Regions from separate parts of the Mus musculus genome. Here all the other regions are linked to region 3. The links are chromatin contacts, called in public promoter capture Hi-C maps. All regions are on one chromosome and are shown on one strand. Each heading gives the region's core, a stretch centred on a gene start, on an enhancer-like site or on the middle of the called end of the contact. The rest is flanking DNA. Distances are from core to core; before and after follow the strand shown. Region 1 holds the start of Dbndd1 (dysbindin (dystrobrevin binding protein 1) domain containing 1). Region 2 holds the start of A730098A19Rik (RIKEN cDNA A730098A19 gene). Region 3 holds the start of 2310022B05Rik (RIKEN cDNA 2310022B05 gene).

Evidence for each region. Promoter capture Hi-C pulls out the DNA fragments that hold promoters and counts their contacts.
Region 1: a contact with region 3 is called in a promoter capture Hi-C map of liver, with 3 times the contacts expected there. The contact joins the promoter of Dbndd1 here to the promoter of 2310022B05Rik in region 3. A contact is called at or near these places in 2 of 39 promoter capture datasets (frontonasal cranial neural crest and liver).
Region 2: a promoter capture Hi-C map of hippocampal neurons shows a contact between it and region 3, with 4 times the contacts expected there. The contact joins the promoter of A730098A19Rik here to the promoter of 2310022B05Rik in region 3. A contact is called at or near these places in 2 of 39 promoter capture datasets (hippocampal neurons and liver).

The regions. Positions count from the first base shown.
Region 1 is chr8:123,513,916-123,516,815 of GRCm38.p6, reverse strand. Dbndd1 (dysbindin (dystrobrevin binding protein 1) domain containing 1) reads left to right here and starts at 1,361. Exons shown (of 4, transcript NM_028146.4): 1 at 1,361-1,583. The coding sequence starts at 1,451.
Region 2 is chr8:125,896,181-125,899,475 of GRCm38.p6, reverse strand. A730098A19Rik (RIKEN cDNA A730098A19 gene) reads right to left here and starts at 1,562. Exons shown (of 2, transcript NR_155422.1): 1 at 1,022-1,562. Pcnx2 (pecanex homolog 2) reads left to right here and starts at 1,159. Exons shown (of 34, transcript NM_175561.4): 1 at 1,159-1,547. The coding sequence starts at 1,395.
Region 3 is chr8:124,661,857-124,665,131 of GRCm38.p6, reverse strand. It overlaps 2310022B05Rik (RIKEN cDNA 2310022B05 gene), which reads left to right and starts at 1,763. Exons shown (of 4, transcript NM_175149.4): 1 at 1,763-2,284. The coding sequence starts at 1,949.

The DNA.
Region 1 (2,900 bases), core at 112-2,611, 1.1 Mb after region 3:
CAAGCTTAAAGGCCACAGGCTACCTTGTGTCCACTAGAGCTGGGCAGAAAGCCAGAGCTTTGACTCAGACCCTACTTGATTCAATGAAGCTTTTTGGCTACTGTCCTAGCCATCCATTCTGCCCAAGGCAGTACCAACTTATTTCATCCACTCAAATTCCCCTCAGCCTGTTCAGTTATGAATAACTCATCTTCTCTGATAATTTCCTTTGTTGTTTTGTTTTTGTTTTTTTGTAAAAGTGTAAATGGATTTTAGATTGGGCCTTCTGACTTCTAACCCTGAATTGTGCAACCTGGAGAAAGTTGCTGTCTGTCGGTCTCTGTGCCGGGCATCTTTAGATCTCTAGGAGTAAAGAGATACTGTGTATCTTAGTTAGGGTTACAATTTCTGTGAGGAAACACCACGACCGAAACAACTTGGGGAGAAATACATACTCGGCTTACACTTCCACACCGTTGTTCGTCGACAAAAGCAGTCAGGGCCAGAAGGGAAAGCAGGCCAGGAGGCTGGAGGCAAGAACTGCCGCCCAGGCCGAGGAGGAGCTGCTTACTGGCTTCCTCCTCACGACTTGCTCAAGCTGTTTTCAAAGAGCCGCCTGCCTCTGCCTCTCTGCCTCAGCCCTGGGATAATTAAAGGTCTGTGGTACCAAGGCCTAGCCTTAGCCTGGCCTTAGCCTGCTTTCTTATAGAACCCAGGACTACCAGCTCAGAAATAGCGCTACCCACAGTGGCCTGGCCCTCCCACATCAATAATTAAGAAAATGCCTTACGGCGGAACATTATGGAGGCGTTTTCTTAATTGGGGTTCCCGCCTCTCAGATAACTTCAGCTGTGTTAAGTCGACGTAAAATTAAATGGCACACTGTGCCATGCAAGCAGGTCTGATGCAGGACTGGCGTTTGGAGATGGGACTCCAGCTGTGGGTTATCAATACATCCAAGGCCTTCTTTTTACCAGGTCACCCCCCACTCCTCCCGGACTTGTACTCTCAATATGGATTCAATAGCATTAATCAGGTCCACAATTCCAGGCTTATCAGTTGAGGGTTCTGGGGCTGCTTTGGCCCTTCTTGTGGCACCTCCTCTCCTAACTCTTTTGCCAGGCTCCTCATGTCGCTGGCGCCCCACAAAAGCCCGAGGTTGTGATGGATAGATGGACCGCAGCCAGCGCGCAGCTCAGTGCGCAGGAGCCAGGGAAGCTAGCTGAAGTCGGAGGTCCGCAAAGGGCTACGTCCCTGCAGAAGGGTGGGTGGGGGTGGGGGTGGGGGGGTGGGAGTGGGATGGGGGGGGGTTGTTGTTGGCCGGGTCGGCAGGGGGCGCGCGAGGAGCAGGGCGGGGCTGCACCTGTGCTGCTGGCTGCTGGAGATGGGGAGGGGAGCGGCGCCAGAAGCAGCTGCGCGCCCCGCCCCGCGGGCTCCTCCCCGCCACCGCGGCCCCTTAGCTGCTGCCCCGATGCGCTGTGCCCGAAGCCCGGACTCAGTAGTCACCAGAGCAGTTGGGGCACCCGGGCTGTCGCCGCCGCTGCCCACACCCCCCGCGGACCCCATTGGCCGCATGGAGTCTCCCGAGGGCGCTGGTCCGGGAGGTGAGTCCGACCCCGGCCCCCAGAACCCAACAACAAACCGCAGCCCCTCCCTCTGCCCACTAGCCAGCTACTCCCGGGGCCTGGAGACCCGCTGATGCCTTCTGAGCCCGCCCGTCCGACTCAGAGCTAGGGGCGGAGGAGGGGGCCGGGCCAGATCCTTGGAAACGTGCGGGTATCCGGCTCGGCAAACACAGACTGCGTCTCTTTCCCTGATATGCGAGCTCCGGGCTCCGGAAGGCTTGCGGACTGCCCTCCAAGGAGGTGACCAGGGGTTGCGTCCTGAGCCCCCTGCCAGCCGAGCCTGGGAGCGGGGGAGGGGCGTGTAGGGGCCGGAGTTAGGGATCTGGAGAGGGGATTCGTAGGGGCGATGCTACCCGCTTGTTCACGCGTAGGCTTTGTTCGCCCCAGCCGCGATACCAGGAGGAATGACAAGAGGCGGAAGGGGGTCTGGGGCTCCCGACTGAGCTGGGGTTTTTGTGAGGTCATGGCGCATGCACCCGAGCTCTTGGTGCTGCAGGGCAGCGGCCTCCGAGCTGCCCAGCTGCCATATATTTGGAAGGGAAGGTGTGAATGGTGTGCTCCTTCCTCGGCCTCTCCCAGCAGCTGAAGACCCTTGAGGTTAACATCTTACCGCAGGGTCTGCCCTCCTTGGAGCGTGCCCACAGGCGGGTGGCTGATAATAGAGAGAAAACTCTTAAAAATCACCCACCCTGCGTCTCAGCTTTCCAGAAAGCTTTTCAGGGATCCATCGCTGTGGGAACTTGGATGTAATCTGAACAATCCATCACTTGCTTAGCCATACCCAACACCTCTAGGATTTCCTGAAGATCCCATCCCAAGGAAACACCAAGTGTCTGAGGATTTGGCCAGCTTGCCATTCCGCCTGCAACCCAGCCACACGATGGCTTCTTCTGAAGTCCAAAGGGTTGCCCGTGGGAGCTGTCCCCAAGCGGCTCCTATGTCTACAGGCGGGGAGCAGTGTCCTGCTTGAAAACCCTTATCTGCCTAAGCGCCAGACACTTTCCAGCCAGTGGGATTGGTTGTGCTTTGTTTTGTTTTTATGGGAGACCAGCGTTCTTGCTATTGACAGTCCCCAGACCCTGGGTCTTCCCAGCACCAGCTCCGTGGGTACCAGAAGGTAGATGGTTTGGAGAGCAAGGACTTGGCTTGTAGAGCTCAGAGTTATTTTTTGAGCTGTGCGATGTTGGAAACTTGCCTGTGCCCCTGAGCCTCCGTTAGCATGGCTGTCAATACAGGCAGCCCCCTTGTATAGGGCAGAGGTCTGTCTTTCTTTCTTTCTTTCTTTCTTTCTTTCTT
Region 2 (3,295 bases), core at 313-2,812, 1.2 Mb before region 3:
GGGATCATGGCACATTAATTTAATATTTAAAGTCATTTTCTTATTTATTCAAAATGTATTCAACTGAAACTCAAAATCTCCCTTCCATTATTTCTATCCTGTGCTTCAGGGACTCTCATATAGAAAATTAAAAGAAAGAAAGAAAAAAAGACCAAAAATAAACAATATCTCCACAAGGTACACAGAACACACACTGACACATGTGAAGAGCAAACAAACTAAAGTAAAGATTAGACCCTTCATTTTGTGAACAAGCTTTCTGCTGTATTGGATTATCCCTGCTTATTAATCAGGGTTAGGATTCATTGCTGGTTTGGCAATATCAAGAATGGGCTTTACTCTGTTCTAGCAGCGATCTAGCGCCACCTAGCGCCGCAATCAAAATCTGTTCTTCTCTTTTTTTTCTCTCCTCCCTTCTTCCCCCGCCCTTCCCCGCCCCCCTCTCCTCCTGGTTGAAATGGTAGATTGCTATCCCAGATTATGTTCAGGAAATATATAAGAAGAAAGAAAGCTGGATGTAGTTGCTTATGCTCATAATCTCAATACTCTATAGAGAATTGCCATGAATTTTCAGGCCAGCCCGAGCTACATAATCCCTTCCAAGCCAATTCAGTCTACAGAGTGAGACCGTGCCTTATCAGTAAGATAAAACAATGTAAGGTAAAAATGTGTGGTTAACTGAGGCTCCAACGATTATTTCAGAACGGCGGTTATCATTTCTGTGCGTCCAATTAGGTAATCGGGGGTGGAGGAGAAAAGTCAGGGTGGAAAGAGGTCAGTGGGAGCAGACCATGTCGCACATGAAACTTTAGAGCCTCTAGTCTGTAGCCAACCAAGGTCACAGGGATCAAAGCCCCGCAGGTGGAGCTCAGAGGACATCGCTTTGAGTACCGCAAGCCTAGGCCTCCAGATTATACAAACCTTTTGGGGCAGGAGACAAAACAAAAACAAAAGCCAAGAAGTTTCCTGTCTGTGGTCCTCACACGGGAACATTCTTGGTTCTCACACCTTGCAAACTTACTCTTGGGAGATTCAGGAGAAAAGGCAGGTGGAGCTCCAGCCACCAAGGAGAGGGAGGGACTGAGCTCCTTCGCAGACTTGTGTGGGCGCAGGGCGGAGCCGCCGGAGCATCCTTGAGCAGCCATCGCAGAGCATGATGGGAAAATCCTCCTTCCCTTGGACATGGCGCGCACCTGCCTGGCAGCCCCAGCCGGCTCCAGCACCGCGCTGTGCCGGTCCGTACTGTTCAGCGTCTACCGCGGTTTGGGCGGTGGCGGCGGGGGTGGGACCGCGCCTGGAGCACACCGGCACGCGCCGACGTACTGAGCTCCAGGGTGCTGAGCTTAGGGTGCTGAGCCCCAGGGCACGCTCGGTTTCTGCCGGACTCTGCGGGCATGGCGTCCCAGGTGCTGCAGCTGCTCAGGCAGGGTGTGTGGGCCGCTCTCACAGGGGGCTGGTACCACGACCCGGAGCATAGCAAATTCACCAATAGCTGCCACCTCTACCTGTGGCTGTTCCTGCTCTTGCTGCCACTGGCTCTGCACCTGGTGAGTCCCCAGTTTAGGGGTGGGTGGAGGAGGGGGAGGAGGAAAGGAAAAGGAGGAGAAACAGGAAGCGGAAAGGAAAATTAACAGGAGAAGAGAGGGAAGGGGGAGAGAAGGAAGGAGATGGGAAGAACTAAATAGGAAGTAAGGTTATGAAAGAAGGGGAGGGGGAGCCACAGAGGATGCCCAGGATGGGAAGGAATCAGTGACTTTGAGAAGTAGGGACGGAAGAATGAGGCAAGGGGTTTTGGGACAACAGTCCTGCAGGGCACTGGAGAGTCTCCGGAAAGAAGTATGTAGGACTTTGGGGATTGTGAGCTCATTAAAAATCGATGTGGGCTGCCTGGATGAGTCAGGCCCTGCTGTCTGAACGGTTGAGACTGGCTTATGGGTACCAACCATGGAGCCTCACGACTTCGGATGATATCAGCTATAACACCAGCTATAACACCTCAGGTGCAGTCGCAATAAAAAGGCAGTACGAATCCCTCTCAGGGCGACCTGATTTCGGTTGTTAGTCGTTTTTTCTTTTTTCCTACTCTTCTCTTCTTGTTTTGCTTTAGGAAGGTAGATTCCACTGTCAATCACTCTGCAGTTTCACTATGGTGTAGAGAAGTCTGAAAAAAAATTAAAAATATACAGGAGTGGATAAATGTCATACACCTATGCCAGAGCAGTGTGGCAGCTCCTCCTCTGGGATGGCCAACAATGGGGGATAGTGAATGCTTACTGAATGGTTACCTATGACCTTCATAGGTCAGTTAAACATATAGGTAGCGCAAGGCGTGATGGGGCACCCTTAAAAAGCTGCCTGCTGTTAACTTGCCGGTGAGGCGAGGAGCCGTCTCTGATGTGTCTGTGAAGGACTTTGTCCCTAGAACAGTACATGGTCATGTTCTGCTCCACAAAATCTTCAATGAGTTTGCATAGGTGACAGATCCTGAGTCTGACCTTCGAGATGCCTGGTGGCTTGGCACCCCTAGACCCTGGCTCTTTTACTGGCAGGCTGTTCAGAGCTGTGGTTCTGGAAACAGACTGGCTCAGCTGAACTCCGGGCCCAGCTTTTCCCAGTTCTGGGACCATGGAAGGAGTTGACTTACTTTGACATTTTACTTTCCTTGGCTGTAGAACAAGATACTTGCTCCTGTGTGTGTGTGTGTGTGTGTGTGTGTGTGTGTGTGTGTGTGTGTGTGTGCTTGAAAGCATGCAGAGAGATCAGAAGACAACTTGGCAGGGGTTCCACTCTGGGGGATCCTTGGATCAGGATTGGTGGCAGGCAGCTTTACTCTCTGAGCTATCTTACTGGCCATTAGAACCAGTTTGTGCCAGCCGTGGTGCTCAACGAGAGTACATATGAAGTCTTCTTCAGGACAGTCTGGTTTATTAGACTGACACTGGACCTACCCCGACCTTAGTTTTCTAAGTGGAGGTCTCTCCAGAGAACAGTAGTGGCCCATGTGTATGGCCACCCGGTCTTCTGGTTATGATCTCAAAGAAGAGAAGGCGACAGATGGTCCATGAAGTCAGGGGGCCTCCCAGCACAGGGAAGGACTCCCATGGTCATGGTGTTTTCCCACTTCTGAAAAAAGAGAGATGAGATTGTCATGTAATAGGGAGGGTGGTAGGACATTTTGAGAGAAATTGTCTGGGACCATTTTAGGACCTTATAGGACTTATTAACCTATAGTTAATAAAAACCTAGAGTTAAAAAAAACACTTAGACAAACACAACAAGTAGCTTGAGATAGGGT
Region 3 (3,275 bases), core at 514-3,013:
CAGTACCTGATAACAGTCTTGGTGGTTGTACTGGCTGGCTCTATGTGTCAACTTGACACAAGCTAGAGTCATCAGAGTCAGAGGAGCCCTGTTTGAGGGAATGCCTCCATGAGAACCAGCTATGAGGCATTTTCTCAATTAGTGATCAAGGCGGGGAGAGCCCAGCCCATGGTGGGTGGTGCCATCCCTGGGCTGGTGGTCCTGGGTTCTATAAGAAAGCAAGCTGAGCAAGCCAGGGGAAGCAAGCCAGTAAGCAGCACCCCAACATGGCCTCTGCATCAGCTCCTGCCTCCAAGTTCCTGCCCTGTGGGAGTTCCTATCCTGACTTCCTTTGGTGATGAACAGCGATTGGGAAGTGTAAACTGAATGAACCCTCTACTCCACAACTTGCTTTTTGCTCATGGTGTTTTGTTGTAGCAATGGAAACCATAACTAAGACAGTGGTGATATATTTTATTAGAGCCTGACACATTTGTGACATTCCATTTATATCAGGGAATTCAAGTTATTTCTGCACTTGCCTTTAGTGTTAGACAAGGGCTACTTTAGAGACAACTAAGCCACGGTTGGTATTTAGTTGCTTTTCAGAATAGGACACCATGCTTACCTGAGACCTGTTAGTCTTGTGAAAATCAGGGAGTGGGATGGGGCCACAAACATCCCACAGCCCTGTCTTAAACTTTAATCGTGTGGTCTCAGCAGCAAGCCTGACCCCTTTGGGGATACATCTGCTTCCCTGTGGGAACTTTCCATCCTCTTCAGTTTGTTTGTAGTCAGCAAACCTCCCGGAGTTCTTATGATTTCTGAGATTCCAGGATTAGCTTGGCCATTTTTGGAAGTTTAAGCTTTTGGGTTGTCCCCTCACTTAAACTGATGGAATACAGGCTCCTTACGCTGACCAGCGTCTGCTGCTGACTAGAGTTCTTTAATTCCTGCTTAGGATTTTTTTTTAAAGAGTGATTTTTAAAGACAGAGTCCTGAGATTTAATAGACTGGTGTGTGTGTGTCTGTGTGTGTGTGTGTGTGTGTGTGTGTGTGTGTGTGTGTGTACTGCTGCCTCACAGTGGCAAGCATCAGAAAGCAAGGGCTTTGAGGGTTTGAAGAGGCCTTGGTGTGTAGCTCTTCTGAGAGGGGGTACTTCGCTCACACTGCATGCTTTTAGCAGGGGTCTTTCTTTCTGTGGGGATAATGGTACCATATAACCCAGGTTGGCCTTGAATTTGCCGTGAGTCTCCCGCCTAGGCCAAAACAGTGCTAGTATCCCACGCTGATGCTTCCATGCCAGGCTTAGAAGAAGTTCCACGGGCGGGAATCCAACCTCCTGGTTGACAACTGGTGGGTCAGTGCCCTAGCCTAGCCCCCGGCTCAGTGTGGTGGATCGCCCAGCGAACAGAGCGCAAACCTGAAAAAGCAATGAATGCCTGAGAGCGCAAAGGAGAGAGGATGATTGAAAGCCAGGTTGGGCACGTGCAGGAGGAAGTTTCCTTTGTCATCAGTGCCACGTGGCGCCATGGCGGTCTTCGCCCTGAGTTAACCCCTGTGGTCATCTCCAATCTCGGCGGCGCTTGTATGGGGGACTCTGTAGCAGCCCCAGAGATGCCCTAGGGTCCCGGAAAGCGTCCTATGGAGGAGAAATTGAAGGGCCATAACAGGAGGAGCTCGGGGGCGGGGCTCCAGTGGGGGCGGGGCTCCAGATGGAGGCGGGGCTTCAAGTGCCGACCGGGCTCAGGGACGATTAGTGGTCCCGACCGGTACCAGATGGGGCGTAGGCGGCCCGTACGAAGGGTGTCCCGGGAAGGTCTGGGGGCGGTGCTCAGCCAGGGGCGGAGGAGGAGGGCTCAGCGGGTGGGGTAGGGACGGCGCTCCGGGAGGAGACGGAGGCGGAGCCCCGGGGCGGGGCGCGGGCGGACCGGGAGGCGGCGCTCCGACCGGGACGCGCGGGCCGGGTATGGCGTCGATGGCGGCGGCGATCGCGGCCTCGCGTTCGGCCGTCATGAGCGGGAACCGGCCGCTGGACGACCGGGAGCGGAAGCGCTTCACCTACTTCTCATCGCTGAGCCCCATGGCCAGGAAGATCATGCAGGACAAGGAGAAGATCCGGGAGAAGTACGGGCCCGAGTGGGCGCGGCTGCCGCCCGCGCAGCAGGACGAAATCATCGACCGCTGCCTGGTGGGGCCTCGCGCCCCGGCGGCCGCCGCCGATGCGGGGGACGTGCGGGACCCGGCGCGCTTCCCTGGCCTGCGCGGGCCCACGGGCCAGAAGCTGGTGCGCTTCGGCGACGAGGTGGGTGCGGCGGGACGGGCCACCCAGGGCGGAGTGGCCGGCGAGGGGGAGTTCAGAAATCTCCCGGAGAAGGGACCTTTAAAGACAAAGTGGGAACAGTAGAGAGGAAACCAGCGAGCCTGGATGAGTGTACGACGTACAGCCTCAGTTTTCTGATGTGAAACAGGAAAAATGTCTATAGTTCCTGATCACTCAGTGGCCGGCATGTGTTAAGTATAAGGACCTCAGTGGGGAAGGTGGGACTGCCAGGCACCGCTGCCCTGGGGTACGTCCCTGGTAGACTACAATGGAGAGAGTGTGTTTGGGTTTGACATGTGAGCCCCGGTTCCCACCCAAACACAGAGTAAGTTTAGATGCCTCCAGCAAGCCTGATTATCTAGCCTGGGCTCTAGACACTGGGGGAAGAGAAAATAACTACTTAGAATTGCTCCCGGCTGACCTTGCTCTTGAGGCCCAGGAGTCTGCACTATTCAGAAACCTGGTGGTTTACCAAGAGATGGTTTCCCTGAAGCCCTTTGTGCCACCAGAGTATGGACTTGGTACCTCAGGGACTCAACTTTGTTTTGGAGGACAAAATCGGTAGCAGCTAGAGTTCTGAACGTCCATTTAGGTGGAGGCAGGGAGGAGAAGCTAGGAGAGTTTTGTTGTTGTTGTTGCTGCTGTTGTTTTTCTGTTGGAGAAGTTGTGCCAGGCGGAGGGAATACCAGTTAAGGATGAGATTTCAATCAGGTTTTTTCAGGCCAGGTATCCGTCAGTGTTTGTTACTACAGAACGCTTGTGGTCACGAACCCACTTTCCTGCCAGGGAATTGTGAAGGCAGAGAGCTAGCTATCCGCCAACACTGCCTTCTGCTCCCCATCCCATTTGAAACTCTTGTGGGCTTTGCCAGGAAAAACAAGGGTGTGGTGGGAGATGAAAATATAAGTCTTAAAATATATTCCTGGAGCTGAGGCATTTCATTGTGAAAAATATGCACCTCCATAAAGACGTG